Regions from separate parts of the Zea mays genome. Here region 1 is linked to region 2. The links are chromatin contacts, called in public Hi-C maps. All regions are on one chromosome and are shown on one strand. The core of a region is the stretch at or near the end of the contact, and the rest is flanking DNA. Distances in the headings are between cores, read along the strand shown. Region 1 has its middle 14 kb from the start of LOC103633559. Region 2 holds the start of LOC100125639 (plasma membrane-bound peroxidase 2b).

Region 1 (4,872 bases), core at 1,846-4,345, 160 kb after region 2:
TTGGATTCTAGCCGTTGGAGCTTCTGACTTGTGGGCCCGCCTGGGTGTCCGGTGCACACCGGACATGCACTGTTTGATGTCCGGTGCACCGGTATGGGCAGCCCTGACGTCTGCGCGCGCTGCGCGCGCATTTAATGCACCGCAGGGAGCCGTTGGCGCCGCAGGGAGCCGTTGCTCCGCTGGCACACCGGACAGTCCGGTGCACACCGGACAGTCCGGTGATTTATAGCGGAGCGGCTGCCGCGCGAACCCGAGGCTGGCGAGTTCAGGAGGCCGAGCTTTCTTGGAGCACCGGACATGTCCGGTGCACACCGGACAGTCCGGTGAATTATAGCGCGCCGGCTTCCGAGAATTCCCGAGAGTGAAGAGTTGGAGTCTGAGTCCCCTGGTGCACCGGACAGGTACTGTTCACTGTCCGGTGGCACACCGGACAGTCCGGTGCGCCAGACCAGGGGTGCCCTCGGTTGCCCCTTTGCTCCTTTATTGAATCCAAAACTTGGTCTTTTTATTGGCTGAGTGTGAACCTTTTACACCTGTATAATCTATACACTTGGGCAAACTAGTTAGTCCAAAGATTTGTGTTGGGCAATTCAACCACCAAAATTATATAGGAACTAGGTGTAAGCCTAATTCCCTTTCACGTGCCAAATAAATTGTGGCGAGCCCCTATTTATACACCCACTATGTCGAAAACTGGAGGGTCCCGCTTGTCAAAGACTGTTGCTATTCTAGCAAAGGGAAAGTGTTTTTTTGGACCTTCGGCTCAAAGCCTTCGTCCATATCGCAATATAAATTTATCATTCCAGCAAATTAATATTGCGAGGGGCTACTGTTGGGGGCCTTCGGCCTCCGAAGGTCCTCAAAAACACGATTTGACAATGTTTTCCAAGTGAAATATGTGAACAGGTATCTTCGGAATTGGGTTACTGGTATACAAGAGTATGATCAAGACGAAGCTTGAGTGAGACGGAAGGCGATTATGACGAAGGTGAAGATGATCACGAAGCTATGCGCAGAAAAGGGAAACCGACCTAAAGATGAAAAGCCAAATTGGACCTCGAGTTATCGATAAATGTAAAGGGCATTAATGTAATTTTGCACGGACTGTGTCCCGTGCCTATAAATAGATGAACAGTATTCCCGTACTATTCGGACTGACTTGGCATTCACTTTTGCGTCACGCCTGTACTTTCTTTCCTTCAAGCCGAAGGTACATTTGTAATTCATCTTTGTCCACACAAGTAATATAAATATATTAATAATAATGTTTACAGAAATTATGCTACTTTCTGTATTTTGTTTGAATGTTCTTCATTTTTTATCATGATCATAAAGGTACGTCTTTCATGACCTTCGTCCTAAATTCATTATATCCGAATGGAAATAATGATTAGAAGGACGAAGGACTTTTGATATTTAACATTTTATGTTGTCTTGTTATTGATTCATAGCATTTGAGAACAAGTCCCCAACCCACACCATGTCACTCGAGACTACGGTAATTATGCAATAATGTAACATGGAACACACCACTAAGCAAGCGATCAGTACTCCGTCTTAGATGCCGAACATTGCTTTGGATCCTGTGCCCTATATACGATCTGCATCTGGCTTCCAAACTCCGACGCTAGCTTATTGCAGCTGCATTATATATATTATTATTGTGCTGTCCTATAGCCATTAGTCCTTATCAATCTGCCACCTCACCTCTCATGCATGACGACGTACGTACCTAGTACTGATATCTGGTAGCATGTATGGTCGCATGTGATAGCTAGCCCTAGCCTGCATGAGTTGAAGCGGTTTGGTTTTTCGATCGATCTGTGTGCGGCCACGGCCATGCACGCATGTGGTCCAGTGACTCCAGTCCAGTTCAGTCCATGTGGCCTGGCTGGGAAGAAGAATGGGATGTCACTCGTCAGCTAAACCTGAGCCATGCATGCATGATTAATTTCGCATTGTTTCATAAGAATATGTCTGTTGTTGAATTGTCATTTCTTGGGCCCATACCCGGCCGATGAGTGCTGTCATCATCGGCGTTGATTAGGTTAGTAGGTCGAGTGATGGGCCAATCTGTACTGTTGGTTCTACACAGATCGAATCAATTAATGCAATGCAAAGTGGTTTTCCTGCGGATGATGAAAAAGGTATACGGCTCGGTCGCTTTGCTTTGAAGAGCAGATAGAACACAGGTCCGGAGGCATGCATGCATGCAGCTGGACTTCAACTAGGATGCGGAAAAGAAAAGAAAAGAAGCAAACAAGTGTCACTAAGATGGAAGCCTGAAACAGAAGGTTGTCTATAATGTTACAAGGCACTTGCAGCCTAACCCAGGGCTTCTCTTCGATGGTCTCCTGCCAAATTAAAGCCACCCAAGGTGGAGGGCCCAACTAAATTGGTCGATGTCAACAACTCCTAGGCTACCCAAATTCTTTGATTTGCTTATTGTAGGCCAGTTGACTAGTTAGTGGCCTCTGTTTGCTTGTTCCTCTCATTTCCATTTCCATAGGAAGGATCTACGAACTTTGCCTATAGGCTTCCTAGTCCAAGCTTCCAGTGGAAAAAAATATGGATAAGTGTTAGGTCGTTGATACGGAGGAGAGGACTGAGCAGACAAGCGCGAGGCAACCTGCTCAGTTAAGGAGGTGGCCGCTGTCCAATCTTGTCAATTAACACAAGCAAGACAGCTACAGCTTGGATTTTGGAAGGCCAGCAGCGCAGCGACCAACCATTCCCTCCTGATGATAGCGCCGCCGCCGTATTATCATTGGGTTAAGTTATCATCGCCTATGCATGAATGCACAGCTCACGCTCCCATGCTCAGTTCAGTTCGTTCATTTGTGTCATGTTCAGTTCGTTCATTTGTGGAGTATTTGGTTGGCTTCACACTGACACCGCTCGACAGAAATTCATGTCTTCAGAGATCGCCAGTTTAACGTACTACTGAATTTTACAGTTTCACAAGCGTTTCAGACTTTCAGTAAGATCGGCATGTGACTCCACTCATAATCACATGTGTTTAACGACCTAAAACAGTGTTTGTTTCGTGCGGGTCAGCCCAGCCCATCAGCAGAAACAGCAGCCAGACAAGTAAGGCAGCCGAAGACACAACTTGGGCCAAGCCCGTGTAGTGCAAGGAGCAGGCGCAAATAAAATAAGACAGTACAATCCTTGCGTGCAATCAAATTTGATACTCATAAAAATAAATTTAATATCAAAGTTTACATATATAGTTCACATAATATTTTTTAAATTGATAAAAATAAATATTACACCTTATTTTAATCAAAAGACCGAGAAATATATGAGTTTCAAAGAAGCTTGACCCTTTTTGTTATAACTGGCTCGGTGGTTCGTACTCCTTTAACTAGCAAGGTGGTAGACCGTTGTGCTTTGTGTGGCTTTCTGCTTCTGTTGGGCTTGGGTGGTTTCTCACAACCCATCCGTGGTGCAATGGTTCATTGGAGTGAGAAGAAGCGGTGGAGGAACAGACCTAGACGCTCCGCATGTGACGCACAACGCATGACATATGAAGCTGGTGCTTTAAAGTAGTAAAAAAGCTCGCTCTCACGGGGCTATGAGAGATAGTTTAGAAGCAAGGATAGATAATTTAGGGAGGAAAATCTCCCACAAATAAATACTAGCAAAGTGCTCGTACATTGCTAGGGTTCTATTTATACTTGATTATAGAGTATAAATATGTAAAAACATGTGTTTTGTTGGTTAGGTGGGTGCAAATATGGGTTTAGAACCAATAACCATAGTTCAAACCCCATTTGTGCATAATTTTAGCTTTTTACCATTTTAAATATGGGGAGCACGACAGCCCATCGTGAAAACTGACGCTTTATATAGTAGATAGAAGAAGAAATATTTTATTCTAATGACACCCATGGGATTGCTAGATAGGGATCTCAAGGGAGTTTGAGTTTCCAAACTAGTCCTTAGACGTTGTTTCTAAAAAAAGTCAGTTTCGAAGTTAAGGACCTGTTTAGGAATGCTCTAGCTCCAAAAAAATTAGTGAATTTGGTAGAACGGATCATTAGATGCTTAAAAAATCATGGAGCTGGAGTTATAAATCTTTAGAAAACATTTAGATAAATCATTCTATTTCTCATTTAGATTAAAATATTTTTAAACTATTTAAATTTATATTATAAATTATAGCTACAGCTGGATTCTGGAACCTTAAGCAGTTTGAAACATAAGACCTTCCCCAAAAGATTATACGCATGTTTTTTTCTCAAAAGAAATTTCCAAAAAAATCTAAACATTTGTTCCTGCTCAGAAAAATATAAAACCGGTTTCAGCTCAGAAAATTTGTGTCAATTAAAAATTAATCTCCTAGCAGCGTGGAGTTATTTGAATATTTTATTGTCTTTTTTACGACTAGATGTTTTCGCTGCCTGTTATAATTAGTCAACGTTGTCAGTCCTTACTACCTAGCAGCAGAACAAGTGACTTTTCGGTATCTACCACCGCACCTCTCGTATCTTTGTGTTATATAATGAATAGATATTATATATATACTCACAATTTAAAAAACAAAAATATATGTTTAAATAAATATATCATTTAAACAAGATCTATCTATATGGTTTATAGAAAACACGAGAAGTAGCAAAGCCCACGTGACGGCCTTGGGCCGCTTAAGCTGCATCCTCTTTCCATCTGAGACCGCAACTAAAACATCTTACGCCTCTGCAAGAGTTTAGCAGAAGCAGAGAATTGACACCAAACAAAGCCCTGCCACTCTCAAGTAGGGAAGCTGAAACCTGCATAACGAAGGATCACGCGTTATTGGCAGCTAGCATAGTGCTATGAGTGTTCATTTTTTTTTTCTATCTGAAACTCCAATATCTAGAATTCTCC
Region 2 (4,808 bases), core at 2,097-4,596:
GATTTCAGACATCACCACATCGGCAAGCACTCATCCATGAACCGTGATTCATTCATCCATCCATCAGAAAAGAAATAAGTACTTCGGGACCGATAGAAGAAATGGAGAAATGGCGTAGCATATGACTGGTTATTTTAGAGTATTGTTTTTTGCTAGTCTGCTAGTTGCCTTGCCGTGTTGCCTTATTGGGCTAGGACCTAGGGTCTGGTGCGCTGTCGTGCTGGGTTGTGGCTGGCTCGGCCTCAACTCATTCATACAAACACGGCAGGTATACACGTATGAAATACCCATGAGTAATCGGGTTCGGATTATTGCTTTCCAAACCCATACCCGTTTACCCAATGGGTGGAGATTTTGTCCCATATCCATACCCATGGGTACAATTTTTGTTCCATACCCGTACCCTAATAGGGGAATTCCCCACGGGTTGGCGGGTATCGGGTCCCCATTGACATCTCTAAGAGAGCGTGAGCAGGACAAGCTCAGCTCGACTAGTTTAACTGATCTTATACTTTTGGTCTAGTTTTTCTCATAAACTGGATCGATCATCTATTTCTTCTTAATGAATTGAAAGTTAGAGCTGCCATTGCCTTAAAAAAAACTGATCACGTACGATATTTTTTTTTAAAAAAAATGCGCCATTCGCGCCGTGCAGCGGCACTGCCGCAAGTCTCGCAGCGATTATTCCACAGAAACTTGAAACCAAGCCGCCGGCCGAACAGAGCTAGTCGTCGGTCGCGGAGATGCTCTATGGAGCTCAACGACCCAACCGATCGTCGTCGCTGTCAGCCGGGCCGCGATTCGCTAGCCAGCTAGCTAGTGTCTAGTGCTCTAGTGGAAGCAAGGGGTGCCGGCGGCGCCCCGGCATATGCTAGTAGCAAGCAGCTCCGTCTTCCTCAAACTGAGAACGACGTGTGTCCAAACCAAACTGTTAAATTTAAAAGTACTATTACAATGCTTGTGCATGACACACTAATCATATTTGTCACGAAAAATAAATTTAAAATTAAAATTGACTCTTCCCACAAACTAAATAAATTTTAAATTAAAGTAGACATACGGTAAATATTTAAGAACGGAGGTGGTATTAAATTACAAATACTATATTTTATTTTAGCCAAAATGCAGAGAAAGGTGTGAGTTAAAGGTGTGAGTTTGAGGACCTAAGTGGTATAACATACATGCCTAGTTCAGGAACTGCTGATGTATTTTACCTAATATATTGAGGAGACCCATCAGCAAAAGCCAAGGAAGGATGACATTGTAGTGACTCAAAAGAATAAGAGATAGAGGACTGCAAAGTTTTATGGTGATGAATATATTATGTACACGAAGAAGCATATTCCTCTTCTAATACTGACTTGTAAAAAAACAGTAAAGGGTGTTTTATTTTAGACGTAGATTTGAAAGGGTACTTGATCTAATTACTCTACTTTTAAAAATAAACTATGGTTACCTAGATTTGGACGGATATTTTACAGAACGGCTAATATAAATGCCCTATTATTATTATCAACAATTTGTCCGGACCCAACATGCATGCTGTAGATTCCGACTTGAATTAATCCTCTCTTTAGCTAATCGATGAACGCAAGCTGCACGCAGCATCCACTGGCTGTGGCAAGCACACGACCGAACTCTTTTGTACGTATGCATGTACCTGCTACGCGCAACATCACCGGCCGGCGCACTACTACTAGTCAGCCAGCTGCAAGTAGCTCATCCAGAGACGACAGTTTTTGACCATGTGCGTCACGCACGTCTCGCCTTCGTCGCCACACCCGCTGGTAGCTGCAAGAGGACGCCGAAAACGATGCGCGCTAGCTAGATGTTGCTTTTTTTTGCTAGTAGACATTGGATGCATCCATGTTCGGTGCCAAATAGACATCACCTTTGAAGTTTCGAATGGATTCGTCGATCCGTCTGCAAGAACTTTGCGACGCAAGATGTGAGCGCGCCCTGTCAGCATTTCTGATCATGCATGGGAAAAATAAAAAGGGCATCTCGATCGAATTCCCGCCGAAATCGTAGAGTCAGGCTACTCCCCCGGCCCACATGCATAGTGCACGATCATTCAGAGTAGTAGTAACTAGCAAGCTGGCAAATCTGGCATATTGTGCAGATTTTCTTGAGACGCCTGTACTGTCTTCTGACTGCCGTTGACACAAGTGACAGCGAAACGCGCGCCGCTAGCTAGCTAGCTGCTGCGTGCGGCGGCAGCAACTCTACAGCACACGCACTGTCAAAATTCAGCACGTCGCGTCGTCGTCGCTGTCTGCTTCATCGACAAGGCTTGACTGCATACTGTTTGGTAACTGACAGACGACAGTAACCTGGGGTGGCCGGCTTCAGATCGAGCAGAGTCGCAAGAACAGCTCTGCAGATACTACGTCGTGATCAGGCAGATCAGTATTGGTCTCCTCCTCCTCAGCCACTTGCGCAATCACTCGATCGGGCTAGCTAGCGACGACGTTTCTCGGTTCTCGTCACACAGGGTTTCAGCGCCAGACAAGTTCTGCATGGCTGGCAAAACCACGCATGTACATGTGTGTGTGTTCAGCCTTCATCAGTGGAGGCTGGAGAAGCTGATATTTTCTTTTTGATGCATATATACTGTACTGATATTTTTCTTTTACCTTCAGGCTTCATGTCTCCCTACCCTTCTTAGTGATCGATACAGGTGAATTATTATTGAGAAATATTGTAAATCTTGTCGCCCCGCCCCGCCCCCCCCCCCCCCCCCCCCCCCCCCCCCCCCCCCCCTGGAATTTCATGTCTATACATATATAGCTTTCTGTGCATTTCAAGCAAAAGTGCATGCATGGTGGGAATGCTCTTGTATCTCTTTCCGCACCGAACCATAAACCGACCAGCAAGAAAGCCAAATTCTGGTTCGAACCGGTAGGTATGTTCGTTCCTATATGTTATATAAAGCTTTATCTCTGACAGGGGACCGCGGTCGGCTAACATTAATGTTCTTTTCTTCTTCTTTTCTGAAAAGGACCAGCTATATATTATGTTAAAAAATACGTAGGACAACGATCGCCATGTCCCTAACCATACATTTATACCATCGTCCCTGGCCTGCAAGCACTTGATCCACTCGCCCTTCATTATTCGTCGTCGATTTGGACGCGAACCATATCTTCATAATTAATGCATGGCAAAACCATTCTATATACCAATAATGGCCAGCAAGCATGCAGCGTCACACTAGCTATCAAACACACGGCATGGCATGTTACCAACAGACTGTCGTCACGGGGGGCGAAACTAACCAATATATGCAAATTAAACGTGCATGAAACACTGCTATATAAACGCAGATATGCATTGCCTGTTATATATGCAGGCTAGCCATCATCAAGTCAAGGAACACTTAACCTGAAGAAAACCACTATTGCAGCAGCAGTATAGTCAACGGTGTAGCAGTAGCTGCATTGCGTTATTGGGGTAGTAGTGTGGCAGTGTTGGACTGCTGGTCATCAGGTCATGGCTTCTTCTTCTTTTACTTCCTTGTCAGTGATGGTGCTCTTGTGCCTAGCGGCGGCGGCGGTGGCCTCGGCGCAACTGTCGCCGACATTCTACTCCAGGTCGTGTCCCAGAGCTCTGGCCACCATCAAGGCCGCCGTGACGGCCGCGGTTGCGCAGGAGGCTCGCATGGGGGCCTCCCTGCTCAGGCTCCACTTCCATGACTGCTTTGTCCAAGCAAGTCCCTCTCAAGTCGATCTCATTATATTCTCGCCTACTTAAATTTGACTACACATCTAGTTCCACCCATCAGCATGCAATGTGACCACTGGTTAGAAATTACAGTATGTACGGTATGGCATTGCATCATCGATCTTTAGCTGCCTCCAGTTTTTACCACTGTTGTCAGACTTTCTGAGAGATCGTGCGAAACTAGCTATTTTAATTTAGAGTCACTAGCTAGCTCTTTGGTCTTGCTCCTTGACAGCCAATAGAATTCCCTAAAACACAACTCGTAGCCATACTACTTCAGTCGCCTGCAGAACACAATGAACAGTTTTGACACTTGAAACATATGCCCAACGCTTATTTTACACATTGGTATCCGTATGAAACTTAACAAATATTTACTCCTTTGAAAATATGTATTTTTTTTAAAAAAAAAATTGGTTAGCACACAATCTCTATGAGCTAGATGGTTTTTAATACTCCCTCTGTCTCAAAATAAAATTCGTTCTACCCTTTAGTTAATTCATACAATAATTGATGTATTTGTTTTATATGTGTGTTTTTTATAATCATCATCATCCAATTGAACAAAGACATACAAATCAAAAGCTGAAAACTAATATTCTAGAACGGGTGGAGTATTAAATCACGTTATAAAAAATCATGTAACTACTTATTTTGATTTTCTTTATTATATGTATGTACATCTATGCTGGTCCAAAAAATAAAGTAAAAACACTTTTCTACTTGATCCACGTGCAGGGTTGCGATGGGTCGGTGCTGCTGAATGACACGGCCACCTTCACCGGCGAGCAGACCGCTAATCCGAACGTCGGCTCCATCAGAGGCTTCGGCGTCGTCGACAACATCAAGGCGCAGGTGGAGGCGGTGTGCCCGGGCGTCGTCTCCTGCGCCGACATCCTCGCCGTCGCCGCCCGCGACTCCGTCGTCGCGGTAATAAGAAACGGACCCCGGACGGCCGGCCGGCGCGGCCGTAGTTACACGGATCCTCAGCCTTTTAATTCCGTGTACGTACGTTCATATGTGTGCTCTGCTGTGCAGCTGGGAGGGCCTTCGTGGAGGGTGCTTCTCGGGCGGAGGGACTCGAC

What was found. Hi-C and Micro-C count contacts between places; a contact is called where the count stands out from the background.
Region 1: a Hi-C map of tassel shows a contact between it and region 2, with 2.5 times the contacts expected there. The contact joins the enhancer-like site here to the promoter of LOC100125639 in region 2. A contact is called at or near these places in 3 of 25 Hi-C or Micro-C datasets (leaf and tassel).

Annotation. Positions count from the first base shown.
Region 1 is chr7:181,970,331-181,975,202 of Zm-B73-REFERENCE-NAM-5.0, forward strand. No RefSeq gene overlaps it. Among protein-coding and RNA genes, the nearest start is that of LOC103633559, 14 kb to the right of the region's middle. Within about 2 kb of position 3,096, at least 15 of the 20 cell types and tissues checked have an H3K27ac peak or open chromatin away from gene starts, as enhancers often do. A contact at or near this core is called in leaf and tassel, where this site is marked.
Region 2 is chr7:181,811,555-181,816,362 of Zm-B73-REFERENCE-NAM-5.0, forward strand. It overlaps LOC100125639 (plasma membrane-bound peroxidase 2b), which reads left to right and starts at 3,347. Exons shown (of 3, transcript NM_001112570.2): 1 at 3,347-3,708; 2 at 4,462-4,653; 3 at 4,762-4,808. The coding sequence starts at 3,493.